Linked DNA regions of Mus musculus: regions 2, 3, 4, 5 and 6 are each linked to region 1. Evidence: chromatin contacts called from public HiChIP or PLAC-seq and promoter capture Hi-C data. All regions are on one chromosome and are shown on one strand. Each heading gives the region's core, a stretch centred on a gene start, on an enhancer-like site or on the middle of the called end of the contact. The rest is flanking DNA. Distances are from core to core; before and after follow the strand shown.

Region 1 (3,148 bases), core at 106-2,605:
AGGCTAAGCAGGAACAGCGGGCGGGCGCTAGCTACATCAATATTTGCTCAGTGGAAAGGGAGCAGAGAATAAAGGTAACAGAAATAAAAGCGCCTGGTTGTCAGGGTGATTAATAAACACTGAAAACATGAACAAAGGGGAATGCTCTCCCTTTGGTCCTCTCTCTCCCTATCCCCCAGCCCTTTCCATCCTGCCTATGAAACAACAGCAAAGCAGGGAGCTTGTACAGGGCCACACTGGTCACCAAGCCTTGTCTTCTACATCTTCTCATTCAAATACTGAGCCTCGTGGCAGTCACTAATGTGGGCAGAAAATTCAGTCCTATCTGGCACAGTGAGAAAACAGACAAGAACAGAGCATGGCCTCCAAGCTCCAGAACCACGTGAAGGCAGAGACCAGAACAAAACACTGCACTAGTCTAAGGGTGGAGCTTCAACGAGGCCAAACCAAACCTGCCCAATCCTGTCGGGCTGGCAAGAGGGCAGGTGGGGGAACTTTAGAGGAAGGATTGGTATTTGTTTGCGATCATGTGAACTGCCCATTAAAAATACAGGCAGAGATCCATAAACCCTTGTGCCCTCCCAGTCGCACTCACACCCAAATCCCTAGTCACAGTCACCTGGGTCACAGGCTCCTAGTCGCCAGCTTCCAGGTCATCGGAGGGAGCTGGAGGTGAACCCAGGATTGGAGGCTAGAGAACTGGGAAAAACACACGGGGGAGCAAATGGAAACCGGAGGCACAAGAGAAGATAAGCAGGGAGTTAGAAATGGGGGCTCAGGGGTTGGGCACAAAGGGACGGACGCAGGAAGCAGGTGGCGTGGGGGAAATCGGGCAATGAGGCAGAAAACCAGGAGCACTCAGAAGCGCAGAGAGAGGAGCTGGGGACAGTGGACAGTCCAGGGTGAAAGTCGGGCAATGAATTGGGAGAAGGGTTGATTTTGGAAGTTGGGAAACTGAGGGCGGCAACGGAGAAGAATGCGGTCACCGGATGGGAGTTGGGGACGCCAGGGGATGAAAGGACAGAAGCCGGGAGCACTCAAGGAGGCCAGATAGGAGTTAACGGAGGACATGCCTCAGAGTCGCAGACACGAGGCCGGTCCTAAGCAGGGTCCAGGTGACGACATTCAAGACAGGGGCACCAGGAGGTTTGGGAAAGGGCCGTCAGGCCCCGCCCCCGCCGCGCCGTCACTCACCTCGGCTTACTCAGCACTTCTCAGCCCTCCTACTTCCGCAAACTGACGCGCCCCGCCCACGTGACGACACTACGGCTCTCCACCAATCCACCGAGCCCATGCCGCAGGCAGGCTGTGGCCCCGACCCCAAGCGTGGACCTCGCACGCGGTCAGGCGCCGCCATCTTCTATAACTGCCCAATGGAAGCCGCTTCTGTTGCCAGGGGGCGGTCGGGCTTCTGACTGAAGCCAATTCTGCGTGGCTGATGGGGGCCATGCCTCGGGCGGGCGGAAGTTTCTCGTGAGGGCAGTTTGGCTGACGTGTTGATAAAGGGCAGGAGGCTGTTCCCGGCTCCCTTCGACCTCAAGGAATCCAGGGTGGCTCGGACTCTGAACTTTTCTGTTTCTGGCAACACATGAAGATAATAAGAAAGAAAATCAATAAAGCCACAGGATATAACCGGGAAGAGCCTGCTTTGATGTTGCCAGGTTCTCCCAAACCAAATTGCAAATAAAAATATGGAATTAACGGTTAGGTTGAAATAAGACAAAATAAAAAAAACTTTCAGGTGGGGAGGGAGGTAATACGCGCGCGCATATGTGTGGTGGGTGGTGGCCAACATAGGGTTTCTGTAGACCAAGCTGGCTATGAACTCAGATTGCCTGGTGTGTGCCACAAGCTTTTTTTTTTTTTTTTTTTTTTTTTTTTTTTTTTTGAGATAGGGTCTCCCACTGAATCTGGAGCTCCCCCACTGGGTTAGCCTAGCTGGCTATGGAACTCCAGGAGGCTTCTTGTTTCCTCTTTCCCAGCTTTGAAGTTTAAAACATTTACCTTTTTCCGTGGGTGCTGGGTATCGAACTCAGATCATTGTGACAACTTCACAAGCACTTTTCCTACTGAGGTATCTAACCAGCCCCCGAACAAGCCTAGTGGCAAGTGATAAAACTGTATTTGTTGCCTACCAACTCTACCTCAAGATGCCAGGCAATTCTGGGTGTGGTTATTGCACACGTACAATCTCAACATTTGGATGCTGGATCAGGAGTTCAAACCCAGCCACAACTAGTTCAGTTGAATCCCAACCTGGCACTCTGTCTCTCAATAAATAAATGAATGGATGTCTGGAGGAATCTTAGCACTTTTAGTAGGATTTTACTTGAATGACCTCTGTGAGGCTGAGAAGTAGCTGCGGTTGCGTCTGGGAATAGGTGATTGTCACTGAGAAGACTCAGACCTCATGCCTAACTATCATGGAATTCCAATAGATGGAATTAAAGTGAATAACGCGGGGGCTGGTGAGATGGTTCCTCGGTTAAGACCACTGGCTGTTCTTCCAGAGGTCCTGAGTTCAATTCCAGCAACCACATGGTAGCTCTCAACCATCTGTAATGGGATCTAGTGCCCTCTCCTGGCATGCAGGCATACATGCACACAGAGCACTCATACCATAAATAAATAAATAAATAGATAGATAGATAGATAGATAGGTAAATAGATAAATAAATAAATAAATAAATAAATAAATAAATAAATAGTGAATAAATACATGGTTGGTAATGCTGATTTTAAGGACTGCTGGAGAATAGCCAGGAGCCTGGGTTTGGTGACTCATTTACTTTGGACTAAGCTGCTCTCTTCCCCATCTCCAGTCTACCAGCTTCGGTTGAACCTTTACTTTCTTTTTTTTTTTTTTTTTTTTTTTTAAAGGAATTATTTATTTAATATACATGAGTACACTGTAGCTGACATAAGACACACCAGAAGAGGGCATCAAATCTCATTACAGATGGTTGTGAGCCACCATGTGGTTGCTGGGAATTGAACTCAGGACCTCTGGAAGCGGAGTCAGTGTCCTTAACCGCTGAGCCATCTCTCCAGCCCCGAACCTTTACTTTCTTAAATGAGCCTTGAGCTAGGGGCCTAGCGAGATCTCCCCAGGCTGTTCTCTGTCCTGATGCTCTTCTTAGTCTCTCCA
Region 2 (3,452 bases), core at 130-2,629, 530 kb before region 1:
CCTGGCCAGTGAGCAGCGTGAAGTGTTCTGGGTAGTAGAATTCCAGGGCTTCCAGGAAGGCCTCGAAGCCCCTCTTGCCCCGGCAGCGTAAAATGTCTATGAGGCGCCCTGAGGGTAAAGGTTGTGACAGGGGTCAGGATGAGGTCTTCCCCCAGTGCCCCTGCTCTCCACCCCGACAATGCTCCAGGGCCTACGTTCCCCAGATTTTTGGGCTGTGACACACACCGGGGCCTGTCCCAACACATCAGGGAGCAAAGCTCAGTCTGCCCTGGCTAGGAACACCAGACCCTCCCCAGAGCACCTGCACTGGAGCAGGTCCCCAGCAACCCCTACACACACACACACACACACACACACACACACACACACACACACACACACACACACACGTTACGCATGCCCGGGGGCATCGGATGCCTGCGTTTCCCAGGCAAAATGCTCTCATTGACTTAAGTTCCCTGATACTTTTAGTCCCTCTGACAGTCCTGGTACAAAGACGCCCAGTGGGAGAGGAGCCTCGGAGAACTGAGCCCGGATTTGAGCTCTTGAGAAAAACTGATTCTTTAAGGGATACACAAATGGGACAGAGAGAACCAGAGAGGTCAAAGAGCACAGTAAAGATCCCACAGGGGTCGCCATCGGCACCGGCAACCACATCCAGCTGTCTGCTCTGGAGCGGGCCTAGGAAGGGAGAGGAAACCCCTGGCGGCGGGCTCACCGGTACGGTTAGCGCGGCACGGGAAACGGTAGGTGCTGAGCACCTCCTCCTCGTCCTGTTCGTCCAGGACGCGGCACTGGCGCAGATACGGCGTGAGCTTGGCCGGATTCAGGGCGCGCGTCAGTCGGTGCCGGACGCCCTCGATCCGCTCCCACAGCGCGTCCTCTTCGGCCTCCGACCCCGAACCCGCCCCAGCCTCCTCGTCAGCCTCGCCCGCGTCCGCCCGGCCCTGCATGGCCGCGTCCTCCGAGCCTGCGGGCGACAAGCACGGTGGGCACGGAGCCGCGGTCACCGCACCTGGGCGTCGCCCGCGGGTCCCGGCGCTGTCGGGCTCCGTCTTCCCGGGATCCCAAGCTGCTCTGCCTGCACCCTCCCGGGTCCCCGAGAGGTCACGCCCGCGTCCTCCCGGGCGTCCCGTCGGCGTCCTTTCACGTCCCCACGCTGCTGTCCCGCCCGTGTCCTCCCCGCACTCACCACGGGCGCTGCAGCTGCCCTGAGCTCCCGGCTCTGTGCTCGGCCGACGGCTCCGGAGGCGCGACGGGGCGGTGCCTTCGGGGTCATTGGCTCCGCCCCCAGCCCGGCGGCCTCCCGGGCCACCCAACATTGCCCGCGACCCGCTGCGCTCCGGTCGTCCTCCCGGCCGCTCTGCGGGCCAGCCGCGCCTCCCCACCCCCCACCCCCGCTTCCTGTTTCCCGCCGGCTCTCCGGGCCAGTCCTGGCGGGGTCCGCACGGCCCTCCCACACCTGCCCGGCCCCCGACGGGGCGGAGCCGCCACGCGCGCGCCCACACCCCGCGCGCCACCGCCAGGGCCACTGCCGCCGCTGCTGCTCACCTTGTCCCCCACCATGAGCACAACACCAGCCTGCACCCTCTACAAGCCCGACTCCCGGTGCAGCTGGCCACCCGGAACCCTGAACGCGACAAGTGTCCGCTCCACTAGCCACACACGCCCTGAAGTCAACAGGTCACACCAACTTAGCGAGCTCTGGGCTCGGACCTCATATACAGAGCCCCATCATTCCCACTTAAACTCGCATGGTAGGTATATTCACTCTGCTGAAAGTCACATAATACATATCTGTCTTTCAGGAAATATCTGCAAAGTGTGGGACAGGGCCTCAGAAGCTAGCAGAACTTTCACACGTGTCCATGTTCTGGGATAATGGCCTTACAAGTGTTGAGCAGGACTTCGACCGGAGACAGACTACTCACGTGCCTCTCCCTCCCACAAACACCCTGTGCCTAGGCACTTGAAAGCCCCGGTCAGCTGTGAGTCTCTCTCTGTGTGTGTCTCAGCTTTGCATTCATTTGCATCCTGTTCCCAGCTAGGCCTCTTATCTGCCGGTGACCTGGACAATTGCCCCTCCACAGTCTCAGTGTTCCCGAACACGCTGCCAAGAGCTCACATCTTTCACCAAGCCCAGGACAGCCTGTGTGGGCAGCAGAGGGGAGGGGTCATGGGCACCTTTCCAAAGAAGGGAGTCAGTCCCTGCAAGTGTCCAGACTGACTGCACTTTCATTCCTGAGTCAAGTTGATGGCACACGGGGACCAGGATGCTTGCATTTCTAAATGGCCGTTCCTGCGGGGTGGGAGGGAGTGTGGTTAAAATCAATTACATTTGAAAAGGCAGCGTCAAAACTCCCTTCTGCCTTGGAGACTAATACTCCCACAATAAGGTCCTGTAGTCACATGCTAGAAGCTCTCTGGGCACTGGAAAGTGCCCTCGGGGTGGCGAGAACAGGGTTAAGAGGACACAGAGGATCTGGAAAGATGTGTAGGTCCCCAAAGCCACCCATACTTTCCGAATTAGATGCATCACTCACCCAAGGAAACAAGGTTGACCACAACCCCTGAACAGCCCCTGCAGTAAAGAAACTAGTTTACCTACATAACCTAGTTCCTTTCCCAGCCTTGAAGAACCACAGACTTTTGCTGACTTGGTTTTGTTTGGAGTATCACCAGTTCACCTGCAGAAGCAGCTCTGTAGAAAGGACTGAATTCTAATGCAAACCTATCCCTTTACAAAGGAGGAAGCAGGGGCCCAGAGAGAGCAAGAACTTGCCACACACTGGATCCGCCCTGGCCTCTCTCCCCTCCCCAGGCTCGGTTCACACTAGGCTCCCTCCCAAGGATCGCCTCTCCTCTGCTGACCCTGATACCCTGACTCTGGCTCTCACAGGGAGCAGCTCCTCCCTCAAAGAGCCGCTCCACCCTACCGCAGCCCTGTGAATATTTTTTCTTGGCCGGGATAATGGGAAGGAAACCCTGGAAAATGAGTCTTTAGTTAATTATTCTCTCATCAGAGGCAAAACCAGGGCCAGGAATCTGGCACTGAAACTAGGAATTAGCTTGTAAGCTAACAGACTTTGGGGGGGGGGGGGGGGGGCGTGGTGTCACAGAGTCACAGCAGGTCCCAGAGCCTGCTCTTAAAGAAGCTATAGAGATCCTGAAACACCTCACATGTGCACACGTGGTCATACACTTACTCCCAGGCACACACTTGGTTTCACAGACACACTCACGTGGACACAGATGCATTACTAGTCACAGACACACCAAGATGCACACATATACAGGGCTACAAACACATCATACATGCTTACACACATGCCGTGTTTACTCACTCACAGGCGCACACACACAGGCACACACATTTATATGGACACACGTGGTTACACAGACACACTCAAAGGCACAAGCACAGTTTTACACACATACACAGACAACCTAAC
Region 3 (3,432 bases), core at 676-3,175, 690 kb after region 1:
CTACGTGAGGCTGGGAGGGGTAGGGGCACTGATCCGACCTGATCGTTCCCGCAGACGTTTCCATACCCGACCGCCCTTGCAGCTAGGCTTCTGCAGGCGTGCGCTCCGCATCCTGCTTGCGGGGAAGAGAAGTGCTTCCTCTCGTAGGGTGCCGGCGCAGGTACTGCTGGGCCTCAGACACACACCGCCCCGGGGGCTAGATTCCTTCAGACCAACACCCCCCCCCCCGCGCGCGCGCCCCACCTCCAGTCCTGTCTCTACTCCAAGCGTCTGAACCTACCGTCTGTCTGTCTGCCTGTCTCTCTAGTGTCTCCGTCTCTCTTTCTCTGGACCCCTTGCGCCAAGATACAAGGTGCTTTTGGATCGTCCAGCATGACCCCAAGGTGCCCACTCTAGACCAGTGCAGAAGCTAGGGTGGGACCAAAACCCTTGCCAAAGATCTCTGGATATCCTGAGTTCGAAGGCACATACTTCTAGGGCAGGCCGGGTCCTGGGCAGAACCAAAGCCCAGGCTGGTTCTGAGGAGGACACAGGAGGTCTCGATGCCTTAGACACCCTAGATATCACCTCACCTTTTCCCCTTAACCGGGAAGCTTAAGATCTCTAGCTCCTGAGGCAGGGGGCAGGGCAGCACACACCTTCTAGGACACTAAAAGCTTTAGGGATCTAGATTGGTCCACTGGAAAGAAACCCACCGCTGCCTCCTCCCCAGGAGCCCAGCACCCCGGACCTGGCCTCCCAGCCCTTGGGGCCACCCAGTGCCCGGCGCCTGACTCACGCGCTGCAAGGCTCCAAAGTTCACTGCAGGGAGAGGAGGGGGCGGCCAGGCGTGGGGGCTGGGACAACCAGGGAAGGATCCAGCCCTAGCCGCCGTCGCAACTCACCTCGGCGCTGACCAGACGCAGGTAGCAGCAGAGAGGAAGGAAGAGCGCCCAGCAGCGATTCATGCCGACTCCGGGCCCGGCCCCGCGGGGCCCCGGACGCGTAGACGGAGCGCGCCGCCCCCGCGGCCAGGGTTGGGGGCTGGGGAGGAGGGTGGGCTCCGCTCGGGTCCCCCGCGATCAGGCGATCAGGCCGCTGCAGCCGCCGCCGCGGCTCACCCGCATGGCCCCCGGGCGCCGCCGCCCCCGGCCCCGGCTCCGTCGCTGGGGGGCTGGGGAGGACCTGGACAAGGGACCGGGGTCCAAAGCCGCTACCTGGGCGGATCCCGAGCCCACGCGAGCATCCACAGTCTGGGGGCTGCGTCGCGAACCAGCCAAGGCGTCTAGCCGTGTGGGGGCGCGCAGGGGACTCCAACCTCAGAGAGGAAAAGGAACACGGCAGCCGATGGTTCGTCTTCACTCGCCCGCTAAAGGCGTGTTCCTCTGCCTGCTGGCTTAGCTTTTTTGCAACATTTTCTGGAACGGACCCCCAGATCAGAAAGCGCAGAGCTGGGGACCTCCAAGCCCAAGTCTCCAAAAAAAAACTTTTTCCAAAGTTGGCTTTGCAGCGGCGGCCCGAACACCCGGGCAGGGAGAGGTGCAAACTCCCGCCCGGGCCGGGTGGCGGGGCGGGAGCGTGTGCGCCCTGGCGCAGGGCCCAAGCGGCGGGCACGGCTGCTCCGAGAGCGCGGCGCGCCCACTGCGCGCTGGGCTGGTCCGGGCCGACAGGTGGACGCGGCTCGGGTCAGTCTGTCTATCTACCCACTCGCTCGCCACTCTGGGCTTCCTCTGCGGGTTTCGAGCTGCGGCTGCTCCGGCTTTCTCGTTGCAACGAAGCTAGAGGGTGGGCTTTTTTTTTTTTTCCTCCTTTCCCTTTTGCGCGTGTGTGTATGTGTGTGTGCGCAAAATATCTCTCTGGAGAAAGATGGGCGCTGGCGGCCGGAGGGAAGCCCTCAGGGAGGCAGCGGGGGAGGCAGGCAGGCTGCTCCCGGCTGCAGGAGAAGTTGCCACCCTTCAGCTGTTCCGGCCTTTATAAAGGAGAAGGGAGAGTGCAAGAGGTGGGTGGAGACAGCCTTTCCTCTCCTGGCCCGGAGTCAGCGCCGGGAGGGGGCAGGAACCAAGGGAGGTCCTCAGGCAAAGACTGCTGCTTGAGGGGTCTCTGAGAACTACGCAGCCCCTGTGACTGTGAATCTAGCCTCTTGGCAGGAACTGAAGGTGAACTGCGGCCCCACCCATTAGCACAGTGTTTAGGGGCCTGTCTGCAGGGCCAGGACCAAGGCCAGGAGTGTGGCCCCTGAACCCCAGAACCAGACATCTGCAACCTGGCAGCTTAGATTCCATTGAGTCTAATTAAATAGCTGGGTCACCTTGGGCACGTCACTTTCCTTCTGTGATTCACCCTACATTCTCTAAGTGGGGGACAAAGTGTGTGGATTAAATGTCAGAATGATCAGAAAACATCCAGCCACACACCAGCCCCAAGGTTGAAGCTCTAAACCCACAGCCAGCGGGAACCCTTCAGCTACAAACTGGGTCTGCCTCTCCTTGCTTGTCGCCTGGCACACAGCATGCGCTGCCATGCCAGCATAAGCTGAATTTGAGTCTGTTGAACTGCAAAGTCACTCAACCCACCCCACCCCCAGCCCTGCACCATCCTCCCAAGGACTGCCACCAAGATGCTGCCTTCAAGTCACCAGGGTGTTTACTACCCCTCTCTGCCCCCCACCCAGTTCCAGGCCCAGAGGCTACCCACCCACACCAGCACTCTCACAGTTAACACCTTCCACCCCCAGCTCAGGGAACTGCTGTGTCCCTGCCTTCAGCAGTCACACTGTCACAGTGACACAGTCACACGCAAGCACGCTTGCCAGCCCAGCACCCACCACAAGACCGGCAGGCTCACTGCAATGCCTCCTGCCTTTAGGGCACCTTGCCCTCATCCACTTCTGCTGCCTGTCATCTCCACTTGGTCTGTATCCCCATATCCACTGAATGGTGCTGTTGCCTCTCATGGCCCTGGATGAGGTGGTACTGATAAGGAAGAACCTCTCGGGCCTCTTTACACGTGGCTCCAGGTACCCCATTTTTCCAAATGACTAGCTAGCAGAGTGGCTGGGAGGTAGCCTGGAGCAGGTGACCTCTAAGGTAGGTTAAGCTCACCAATGGTACCTTGATTTCCTCTTCTGTAACTCGGAGACATAACCGGAGGAGAAGAAGAATTGCAGAGGATCGTGGGAAAATGAGAGGGGGCTGGCAATGTTTGCCATCTCTGTGACAGTGGGCTCCATAGGTTGGGTTGGGGGTCTGGGGAGACCCCCATTTGGTAAAATGCTTAGAAGAGGAGCTGAGTCCAGTCCCAGAACTCATCTAAACAGGCATCGGGAAGGTAGAGACTAGCACTTGCCGCCCGCCCAGACAGTCTAGACCAATCTGTGAGCTTCAGGCCAATGAGAGACACTATCTCAAAAGACATTGACAGTGTTTCTAAGGGTGACACTGGAGGTTTTCCAGT
Region 4 (3,087 bases), core at 270-2,769, 920 kb before region 1:
AGGGAGGCAGAGAGAGAGAGAGAGAGAGAGAGAGAGAGAGAGAGAGAGAGAGAGAGAGAGGTGAGGTGGGCCAAAACTTGGGGTTGCCTCTGGTCAGGCGCCTCTAGAAAGCAGCATTTCATCTCCTGAGTTTATTTTTTCCTGACTCCTAAACTATACAGACTTCTTCAGGCTTTCTCACACATACCAAAGGGGACCCAAGGGGCCATCTTTCCAGGAATACCTAGCACAGGAGGAGCCCCTGAACCCTAGGAAATGGTGGTGGGACTGAATGGATTTATATCTGGATTTCGAACCCTGGGTTAAAACAAAATGATACCAGGTTCAAATCCAGATTCTACCACTTAACTGACCAAGTAACAATCCCCCAGTGCTTCATCTAAGTCAGGTATTTCATCCCGTCCATTTCCCTGGCTGATAGCTGCTGTAACAGACAGGTCGCAGCCACTTGCTGAGGTTATGAACTGAGGTGCCTTTCACAGACACTAGCCAGGGTCCCAGAAGAGCTCAGAAGGGCCTTGTTGATATTTGAAAGGGCTTCTGGGATGGAGAGAGTGGGAAGAGATTTGTAGACCTCTGTGCAGCCATACAAATGACTGCTTGTGGAGAGAACACCTTTTCGTACATCTACTGCATGTGGGAGCGCTGGTGCCTGGAAGTGGACCATGGATGGACAGGACCCCAGTCACCTAATAGGGGCAGCTTGTTAGCACCCGGCTATGGCACACAGGGCCCCCATGTATGAGCGCTATAAAAGACTTCAAGGTTGGCCGTACCCTCCCATTTTACAGATGGAAAGACAAGTCTACCTAGAGGGCCTGAGGGATCCAGGGGTTTTTTGATTCCCCATCCTTTTGTTGTGCAATCCTCCCAAGGGCCACTGGAACACCTACCTACTATATCCGGCTCCGGTTGTGTGCCCAGGTACCGTCCTTGGGCCCGAGAGTCCACCAGCTGGAACCTTTTAGACTGGAGATTCTCTAGGACCTGCTCATAGGTCTTGAGCAGGGAGAGATTCAGTGTGGCTTTGAAAACGGCTGGCTCTGGCCTCGAGGGCTCAGATGTCACCGGGTGGCCCTCCTTCAGCCAGTTCCGGAAGCCACCATTGAGCACTGACACTGTGCGGTGGCCAAACACACGAAACATCCACCAGACTCTGGGTGCATAGAAGCTGCCCAGGTCATCTCCATCGTATACCACCACATGTGTGTCGTTGCTTATGCCCAGGTTGCCCACATAGTCCCCAAAGTGGGCCTCACTGGGCAGCATCATCTCATAAGGCGAAGTCGTGTCCCGGCATTCCTCTATATCAAAGAAGGACGCGCCAGGCACGTGTCGCTCCTGGTACTCTTTGCGTGCCTGGCGGGTCCCGGGTGAGTACCAAGACGCGTCCAGCACCCGAAGGCTGGGCCCCAGGCGGCCAGACCGAATGGATTCCGCCAGCCACTTGGTGGATACCAGCGCCCGGTAGAGCACCTGATGTACCATAGTGTCAGTTCTGCGAGTCACCTGGCGCGGTTGGGAACCAGGAAAGAGACAGGCCTGAGAGGGCTGAGTGCGGTGGGCGGAGCCCAGGGGGCGGGGCTGTTGCTCCCACTACATTTTCCCAGCGTGCAATCGTAACTACACTCAGAGCCAGACTCACAGTGGGAGAGGTTGGCACATTCCCTAGGGAAAGCCTGCTCCACCCCTCCCACTTCCCCGGCGCCCTCCCTTTCTGGTGCCTAGGAGGGCAGGTGGGCGTGGCTAAGAGCTTCGGTGCATTACTATAGCAGCAAATTGGTGGGAGGGGCTGGCTCAGGACTCTGTCTTCAAGAATGGGAAAAACAAACACAAGTCAGAGATGGCCTTCCAGTCGCCTCTCCGGGCGCACTGATTACCCTTCTGCTTTCGTTTCTTGCAGCCAGAGTTCTCTGGCTTCTAGAATGTCCAATTCCGGTGAAAGGGCTCCAGGCACTCTGCCCTGCTTTCGCCAGGACCCAGCTAGCGGCTCCATCCTGGGCGGCTCGCTGCACTCAGTCGCAAAAGTAGCTGGGCTGGCACTCGCCCTTGCGCTCCGAAGAAGCTGGAGGGTTCAAACCAGGAGCCGGGAGGGTTCTCAAGTGGCCCGCACCATTGTACCGCCTCCCATGGGGGTGAGGAGAGAAACCTCTCTCGTAGACAGTCGGGATTCCGAACAGCTTCTGCGTCTTCGCACGGGAGTCTTGTTTGCCCCTCCTCGTATAATACTTCTCATACATAAAGGGGGCTATTTGAAGCTCGAGGTGACACTGGGGCAGCGCGCAACCCGGCTTCATGGCGCCTGCGTCCCCCGCAGTACGGGAAATGGAAGGTGCAACGTCTCGGAGTGGCCCAAACAGTGGGCTGTGCCCAAGTCTCCTCCCTTTGGCTGGCCGCAGGTTGGTGGCGGAAGGAGGGAACCTCTGAGGGCGTGGGGAGGGGGTGACATGGCGGAGCTGGGAAACGGGGAGCGCAAATCCCTGGTATCTGCTACCCAACGCGTCCTACTTGCTTTTCTGTGAGAGAGGGTGCTTCTCCGGGGGTGCATAGCGTGGTATCACGCGGGAGTGGAGGAGGGGATGCAGTCTATGAGAGAAGAGTTTCCAGGGCGCCTCTAATTTGCCTTAGGAAGACTGTCCGTGGCTGCTTGTGGCCGTCTGTGGGTTGGTGTGGGATAAGAGACAGGTGGGTAGCAGTGAGTGGATGGGGTTTGGAAAGACCTGATGCCTCCTGAGAAAGTTGGGGGGGGGGAGCAAGAGAATAAACAAAGCAATTCAGAGGAGCTGTGGTGAGGAGATCTAGCATGCCCCAAGAGGAGAAAGTAACAGAACGGAATAAAAATAAAACTAGCATTTATGAAGCCCGCCTTGCCGAGTGCCTTCACGACCCTGCCGGATTGAGCTGAACTCCCAACAGGAGAAACAGGTAGAGCCAGGAGGTGCCAAGGCACGTAGTGGAAAAGGGACTAATTTCTCACCTGAAGCCCAAAGTGGTGGGAGCTGCCTCGGTTTACCTGTCCATCCTTGAAGCCTTATGCTTAGTAGTAGTAGTAGTCGTCGTTGTCGTCTTGGGCTTCAGTTTTTACCA
Region 5 (3,339 bases), core at 425-2,924, 800 kb after region 1:
CTCCCAACCTGTCTTCTGCTCACACACCCCATGAGGGATATGTCTTCCACCTGAAGAGCCTCAGCTCAGAGCCTCTAAATAGAATCCAGTTATGTGCCAATCAAATCTTTCCAAAAGGCCTCCCGCTGTTGCTCGTGTCCTTGCACCGTCTCCCTTGGACCCTGTCCACTCCCCCCATCCCGCCCCTTCAGCTGCTCCATCTGTGATGTCTTTGCATGCTCAGCTTGTGTTCTGAGCTCTAGCCCCCCTACTGACTTGACAACGTCTCATCTCAGAACCACACCAAACTCAGCATGCTAACGTGGAACTCACACCTTTCTCTTGCTCCATAAACCTACCTGAGCCTGCAAAAAAAAATCTGCAGGGATCTTTGACACACTTCTTCCCATCAGCACTGTCTTTTTATTGTTGTTGTTTTCTCGAGACAGGGTTTCTCTGTGTTGCCCTGGCTGTCCTGGAATTCACTCTGTAGACCAGGCTAGCCCCGAACTCAGAAATTCGCCTGCCTCTGACTCCTAAGTGCTGGGATTAAAGGCATGTGCCACCACACTGGCCCATCAGCACTGTCTTAGGCCATTTCCTGTTGCTTTAATAAAATGCTTGATACTGGGGGGCTGGAGAGATGGCTCATCGGCTAAGAGCACTGACTGCTCTTCCAGAAGTCCCGAGTTCAAATCCCAACAGCCACATGGTGCCTCACAACCGTTTCTAATGGGACCTATGGGATCTGGTGTGTGAAGACAGTTATAGTGTACTCATACATAAATACACAAATCTTTTAAAAAAATTGATACTGGATTATTTATTCATTTAATGAAACAGGGTGTCATATAGTAGTCCATGCTGGTATCAAACTTCTGGTCCTCCTGTCTCTTCTTGTTGTTGTTTTTGTTTTTTTTTTTCAAGACAGGGTTTCTCTGTATAGCCCTGGCTGTCCTGGAACTCACTCTGTAGACCAGAAATCCGCCTGCCTCTGCCTCCCAAGTGCTGGGATTAAAGGCGTGTGTCACCACGCTCGGCTCCTCCTGTCTCTTCTTAAGGGATGGGATTACAGGACTCAAATTTATAATCCCCCTGCCTCAGTCTCCTAAACTCTGGGATTACAGTTGTGACTCTCCAAATCGAGCTTCCGCACCGTGCTTCTAGAACAAACAGACTCTTCCTTTGGGCACTGGCCAGTCACGCCAAGTGGCCTGCAATTACATTGCCAGCTAACACTACACTCCCATGTTACCGTCCATAAATTTAACTTCTGAGAATTTACAACTACTCGGAATTGCAGTCTTCTCCAAATCTAACTTCAGCTAGTTTGGCATTGGGGTGGCCTCCATTATAAGATCAGGCAGTCAGTCACCCACTACTCTTGTAAACTGAATCATTCGTTCTCTCTTGCTCCCTCCTCGCTAAGCCGCTTTAAATAGGATCTCAGGATCTCCATCGGGGTGAAAAAAAAATCCGGGAGAAAGCACACCCATAAAGACCCCAGGAAACAAGAAAGTCGAAGAAAGTAGGCTGATGGGGTTGGGGGTGGGGTGGGGGCAAGAGCCGCGCTTGCTCAAGGCGCCTCTGCTGCGCCTCCTCCGCTCCGCCGGGGGCGCTGTGGATAAGCTCCGCGGCAGCCCGAGCCGCTCTAGCCCCTCATCCCGCCACTCCGAGAGCCTGGCGCGCCGCGGGGTCCTCCAAGATGGCGGCGCAGAGGAGGAGCCTGCTCCAGAGTGTGAGGAAACCGACCCGCTCTCCGGGCTGGGAGGGTTGGGAGCTCGGGTGTGTCCTCGGGTGCAGGAACTGTTGTCTTTAGATGGCAGAGCATGGCCCTCTCGCCCCAGAGGCCTTTGGGGGCTTGCAGCGCGCGAGACCCACAGCCGGCTGGCGCCGCGCCTGTTCTGCGCGTGCGCGTCGCAGGCTGGGGCCTCTAGGGGGTCAAGGGCGCCGGGGTCCTGCGGAGTGGGAGCGTCCTCGAGCCGGAAGGGGACGTGGCGCCGCCGAGCGGGCCATCCGGAGCGTGGACACGACTAATAATAAATAGCCCCCCGCTTGTGTAAGGCGTGCTGTATCTCTGGCATTGTGTGGACCGCCTCGCGTTTATAAGCTTCGCCAGCAGCACCGGAGAATAGTTAGCGACTAAAAGTTTTTACAGACGAGGAAACCGAGGTCAGGCAGCTGGTGAGCGGCAGAGGCAGAGGCAGGATTAAAATAGTCTGGTTCCAGAAACACCCCTAAGGTTTAGGCTCCTCAAGTGAGGGCGTAGGGTTTTACTTCTGCCTCCCAGTTCACCGGGTCCCGTTGAAGGTTGGCTCCAGGCACCCCGACCTGGTCATCTGGACCTCCACGGTTTGATGTAGTCTACCCGTCCCTGCATCTTTCTCACATATGTGCAGTTACACATGTATGTATGTTAGCTCAGAGTACTGTTTGGATCTGCCAGGACAGGGCGGGGATCCCTTGGCCTTCCTTACCGTGGCACTCTGTAGGAGTTGCCTCTGGATGTCTGCTTCCTTGAAGACCAGCGCCTCTTAGCATGTTGACTTCACCACCCTACCACCCTTGCATGCTAGGTGCTTGGTCAGTGTCTGTCACAGAATGAGGAAATTGGTCAGGAACTAGGTCTTGGCTTTTCAAGGGTGGGGGGAAGTAGCTTGCCTGGCCTAGAGGATCTGAAGCCAGAGGGAGACGTGGGGGAAGAGAGAGATGGCTTTCCCTTCACTATTGTGTGCCTGCTCGGGCCTTTTGTAAAACCCTGGGAGTAAAGAGGTCTGGCTCTCTGTTTTGTAAGGTCCCAGAGGGCAAGGCCCTTGTATAAATGTCCCCATTGTAGAAAGCGTCTGGGGAACACTGATATGATTGTGACCTTGAGAGAAAGAGGGGCTGGGAAAAAAATAGTGACTGATGCCGACTGAGTTGGCTTGCTAACAAGAGAAAGGTCGACTGGGTCAAGTATCTTCTGTCTCTTCCTTGTGATGGGACCCAAAGAACACCAGTTAGGGCAGAGTGTAGGCTTTTCCCAGCACACAGAGAATGTGTTCTCTGTGTATGCTGGCGGACTTTAAAAAGGGGGAGGGAGGGCCGGCTTTAACCCGTAGTGTCTTGATGCTAGGGAAGGAACAGGAAAAGATAACTGTGTAAGGCCCCTTCCATCCTCAGGATGAAAGGACATACCTACTGAGAGGAATCCCGGTGTCCCAGCCGGGCAGGGTGCAGGGCTTGCTGACCTGTCCTTCGTCCTGTGTCTGGTGAGAGCAGCTCCAATATCTGTGTTCTGCAAATGACCTTGAAAGCTGCTAGTCTGGGCCTCTTGGGAAGATGAAAGGGCAGCAGGGGAAGAGGAGCGTGAGCCCCAGC
Region 6 (3,192 bases), core at 281-2,780, 600 kb after region 1:
GAGTCCCCCCCAGCACCACGCAGTGGACAGCTCTTTATGAAAAGCCTTTGTCCACCAAAGGCATCCACCTTTCCTTTCTCCTGCATCCTTCGTTCATCCTGCATCCTTGTCCTCTGCCAGAAAGCCAGTTCTGAGAGAGAAAAGGGAGCCTTGAGCTCTAGAGTACACTGCCGCCTCGGTAGAGATTTGGGAGTGCTGAGTTGAGCGAATGAGTCCCCTGTCTGACCCACCTCTCTGTTCCTTGTTAGAGGAGATGATGTCTATACCCGCTTCAGTCTAGTACCGAGAAACAGCAAGGAAAGAAAGCAGCCCTAATCAATAGATCGCCAAGCTCCAAGCCACCTACCTTGGGCCCACCGGAACCCGTGCTGAGGATGCTACAGCAGACACTCTCATGCCTGCACTTAAGCCAAATGGAAAAAAGGTGGCTTCAGGAGCCTCCGAAACAGATGGCAAGGAGAAAAGGAGAGGGGACCCTCCCTTAGATCCAGGACAGGAACTCTTTTCATTGCATATGGCCAGCTCCAAGTTCACTCTGGGAAGAGCCCATCAGCAAGCACGTGCACAAAGATCGCAGACTTGAGGTCTGGACAGGAAACTGCAGGTTGAGGTGTGCGGCCCTAAGCGCGGCAAAACCACCTCCTTAAATCTCAGGGTGTGTGTGTGTGTGTGTGTGTGTGTGTGTGTGTGTGTGTGTGTGTGTGTGTGTGTGTGTAAGTGTAAGGCCTTGGCAGAGGTGGGAGGAGCTTTGAGGATGTCCCAACAACAGTGGCCCAGGCTTCAGGGCAGCAGCACCCGGCTGGAAGGTTGGGGGAGGGGAGGAATGGGAGCGGAGAAGAAAGGTGTGCCCTGGGGGGTTGGGATCGGGAAGGTCAAAGTCCAATAAGAAAACTTCAGAGGCCACAGGAGACTTTCCTAAAGCTCTGCGGCCAACTTCAAAGGACTTGGTACTAAATATCCAGAGAGCCGAGTTCGAGACTCACTTTGACTCTAACGCACTGGCAAGTTGCTTCATCAACTTGAGCTTTAGTCTCCTCGAAAGTGAGCGTAAAGGGAACGAGACGGAATAGAACTCAGGATCTCTAGTCCTATCTTCATCTCCATCCCAGGTGGCCTCGGATGCACCAACATCCGAGGGCAACAACTTTAACTCTACTGGCCCTACATAGTGGTGGGGAAAGTGAGGAACAGGATGTGGAGACCCGCCAGGCAGCCCAGGGTCCCCAGGTCACCCCTGCACCACTTTCTGCTCTGCCCAACCTGGAGTGGGCGGTGCTGAGGAGCGGGAGGCAACCTCGCCCTGTCCCGGGAGCCGCCCCCGAGCAGCCTCACCTTCCGCACGCGCTTCTTCCGGATGCTCTCCACCGCAAACACCTGCTCGCCTATGGCTGACAGCTCCATGCGGGGCGGCGGGCGAGTGGGCCCAGGACCGGACCGGGCTGGGCCGGGGGTGGAGCTGCGGGGCCGCGGCGGCTGCGCGCGATGCTCGGGACGGCGGGGACCCCGTCAGGCTCGTCCGGGCGCGCACGCGCACGCGCGCACACCCCCTAGTGTTCCCTCACGCCGCCGACGTTCCATTTTTGAACCTGCGCAACGTTTTCCCCAGCGCCAGAGAGCGGGTGCGCGCGCGCGTGCCTCTGAAAGCGCCCAGAGGGTCAGCTCCGCCCCCTCGCTGCCGGAGCCACGCCCTACTCCTTAACCCCGCCTGCTGACCAAATTGGGCAGCTGGCAGCAGGTCTGATGCTCCTGGCAGTCTAAGGTCCATCCCATCTCTCAGTTCGGCTTCTGGGCTGGACGTGATCAGTCTTCCCAAGTCCCCCTAAAGACTGAGAAGGTCCGAAATGAAGTGGCCTTAAAGCCGAGATTAGCAAGCAAGTAATCTCAGTATTTAGACAGCTGAGGCAGGAAGATCAGGAGTTCAAGGCCAACCTTAGCTATGTAAGACCCTGTCACAAATAAATACATTGAAACAAGGATTGGAGAGATAGCACTTCTGCTCTTTCAGAGGACCTGGGTTGGTTCCCACCTCCAACATTATGGTTCACAACTGTGGCTCCATGGAATTCCATACTATCCTCTGATGTACTCATACACAGTGTGCACATACGTACACGCAGGCTAACAACCACTCATACACATAAGTATTTATTCAGAAATAAGACAAAACCTTTAAAGTTGGAGGTAGTACTTTATGCCTTTAATCCCAGCACTCGGGAGGTAGAGCCAGGCATATCATTATGAGTTCGAGGCCACTTTGTTCAAAACAGTGAATTTTAGGACAGCCAGTTTCCTTTCCTACAAAGGAGACAAGGTCCGGCCGGGTCCGCGCGGCAGGAGGGACAGACAGCAAAGCTTTCCACCCGGAGTACGTAGTCTAAGCAGGCCTGAACAGGTGCCTCTGAGTCCCCCGCTCCAAGCACGCTTCCACCCATCAACCCAAACCAGTCTTAGTAGGTGATGCGAAAACGCACCGCGAGCGCCCTTCCCTGAGGGACCAGGCTAGGCGCTGCTAACACCTCGTCGCAGGTGGAGACCCACTTTTGCCGTCTGCAGATCCCACAACAGCCTGGACTCCAGTGGTTTTTCCACCTCGCCCTTGGTTTGCTGACCGTTTGCCTCAACTAAATGTGGAAGGAAAAAAGTCCTCACCCCGGAGCCAGCACCAAGCCTTTTCAGTTTTCGGCATTGTTGAGGACAGGTCCGAGTCGTCCCCAACTCCTCCCATTTCCTCCTAATTCCTGCTGTTCTGACCTTCTGGAGGAGACTCAGGGCTTCCCCCTCAACATCACCACCCCCCACAGCCTGGATTCTTAGCAACAATCCCCTCCCCCACGGGGCCCAGTGATCGCAGTGCGCTTTCTACCACCAGACCCGACCGAGTCACTCAGTGCTTAGAAGCATTCTGGGGTTCCCTATTCTTAGAATAAACTCTAAGCACCTATGTCTGGCGAAGAAAAAAAAGAGAAAAAGAATGTTACATTGGCACCTGAGCTTTTTTTTTTTTTTTTTCAAATCAAGTGCAAAGGAAGCCAGAAGGCAGGGGATGACATGTCCCTGTCCCCAGAGAAAATTACCACCATCCGAGAACTATAATATTCCATGGAAACATCTACTAAGAACAAATGTACAATGAAGATATTTACGAATACAGACCCTAGAAATTCCCCTATCCCTAAGGGGAATTCCAACCCA

What was found. HiChIP or PLAC-seq counts read pairs in DNA pulled down with a chosen protein or histone mark. Capture Hi-C pulls out chosen DNA fragments and counts their contacts.
Region 2: a FOXA1 HiChIP or PLAC-seq map of pancreatic cancer cells shows a contact between it and region 1. The contact joins the promoter of Card10 here to the promoter of Pla2g6 in region 1. A contact is called at or near these places in 1 of 115 datasets of contacts at active chromatin or transcription factors (pancreatic cancer cells) and 2 of 9 other capture datasets (adipose tissue and pancreatic islet).
Region 3: a contact with region 1 is called in a promoter capture Hi-C map of pancreatic islet. The contact joins the promoter of Pdgfb here to the promoter of Pla2g6 in region 1. A contact is called at or near these places in 2 of 115 datasets of contacts at active chromatin or transcription factors (double positive thymocytes and pancreatic cancer cells) and 1 of 9 other capture datasets (pancreatic islet).
Region 4: a FOXA1 HiChIP or PLAC-seq map of pancreatic cancer cells shows a contact between it and region 1. The contact joins the promoter of Tst here to the promoter of Pla2g6 in region 1. A contact is called at or near these places in 2 of 39 promoter capture datasets (erythroid cells and liver), 1 of 484 Hi-C or Micro-C datasets (the G1E-ER4 cell line) and 1 of 115 datasets of contacts at active chromatin or transcription factors (pancreatic cancer cells).
Region 5: an H3K27ac HiChIP or PLAC-seq map of extraembryonic endoderm stem cells shows a contact between it and region 1, with 5 times the contacts expected there. The contact joins the promoter of Tab1 here to the promoter of Pla2g6 in region 1. A contact is called at or near these places in 3 of 39 promoter capture datasets (the C10 cell line, liver and pre-B cells) and 1 of 115 datasets of contacts at active chromatin or transcription factors (extraembryonic endoderm stem cells).
Region 6: a FOXA1 HiChIP or PLAC-seq map of pancreatic cancer cells shows a contact between it and region 1. The contact joins the promoter of Cbx7 here to the promoter of Pla2g6 in region 1. A contact is called at or near these places in 2 of 115 datasets of contacts at active chromatin or transcription factors (double positive thymocytes and pancreatic cancer cells).

The regions. Positions count from the first base shown.
Region 1 is chr15:79,327,016-79,330,163 of GRCm38.p6, forward strand. Pla2g6 (phospholipase A2, group VI) reads right to left here and starts at 1,356. Exons shown (of 17, transcript NM_001199023.1): 1 at 620-1,356.
Region 2 is chr15:78,801,663-78,805,114 of GRCm38.p6, forward strand. Card10 (caspase recruitment domain family, member 10) reads right to left here and starts at 1,380. Exons shown (of 21, transcript NM_130859.2): 1 at 1,193-1,380; 2 at 719-970; 3 at 1-108. The coding sequence starts at 1,322.
Region 3 is chr15:80,013,052-80,016,483 of GRCm38.p6, forward strand. It overlaps Pdgfb (platelet derived growth factor, B polypeptide), which reads right to left and starts at 1,926. Exons shown (of 7, transcript NM_011057.4): 1 at 885-1,926. The coding sequence starts at 947.
Region 4 is chr15:78,404,346-78,407,432 of GRCm38.p6, forward strand. Tst (thiosulfate sulfurtransferase, mitochondrial) reads right to left here and starts at 1,520. Exons shown (of 2, transcript NM_009437.5): 1 at 894-1,520. The coding sequence starts at 1,488. It overlaps Mpst (mercaptopyruvate sulfurtransferase), which reads left to right and starts at 2,367. Exons shown (of 3, transcript NM_001162493.1): 1 at 2,367-2,399.
Region 5 is chr15:80,131,472-80,134,810 of GRCm38.p6, forward strand. It overlaps Tab1 (TGF-beta activated kinase 1/MAP3K7 binding protein 1), which reads left to right and starts at 1,675. Exons shown (of 11, transcript NM_025609.3): 1 at 1,675-1,717. The coding sequence starts at 1,685. Gm31253 (a long non-coding RNA gene) reads right to left here. Exons shown (of 3, transcript XR_384256.4): 1 at 3,157-3,339.
Region 6 is chr15:79,931,116-79,934,307 of GRCm38.p6, forward strand. It overlaps Cbx7 (chromobox 7), which reads right to left and starts at 1,531. Exons shown (of 7, transcript NM_144811.3): 1 at 1,333-1,531. The coding sequence starts at 1,401.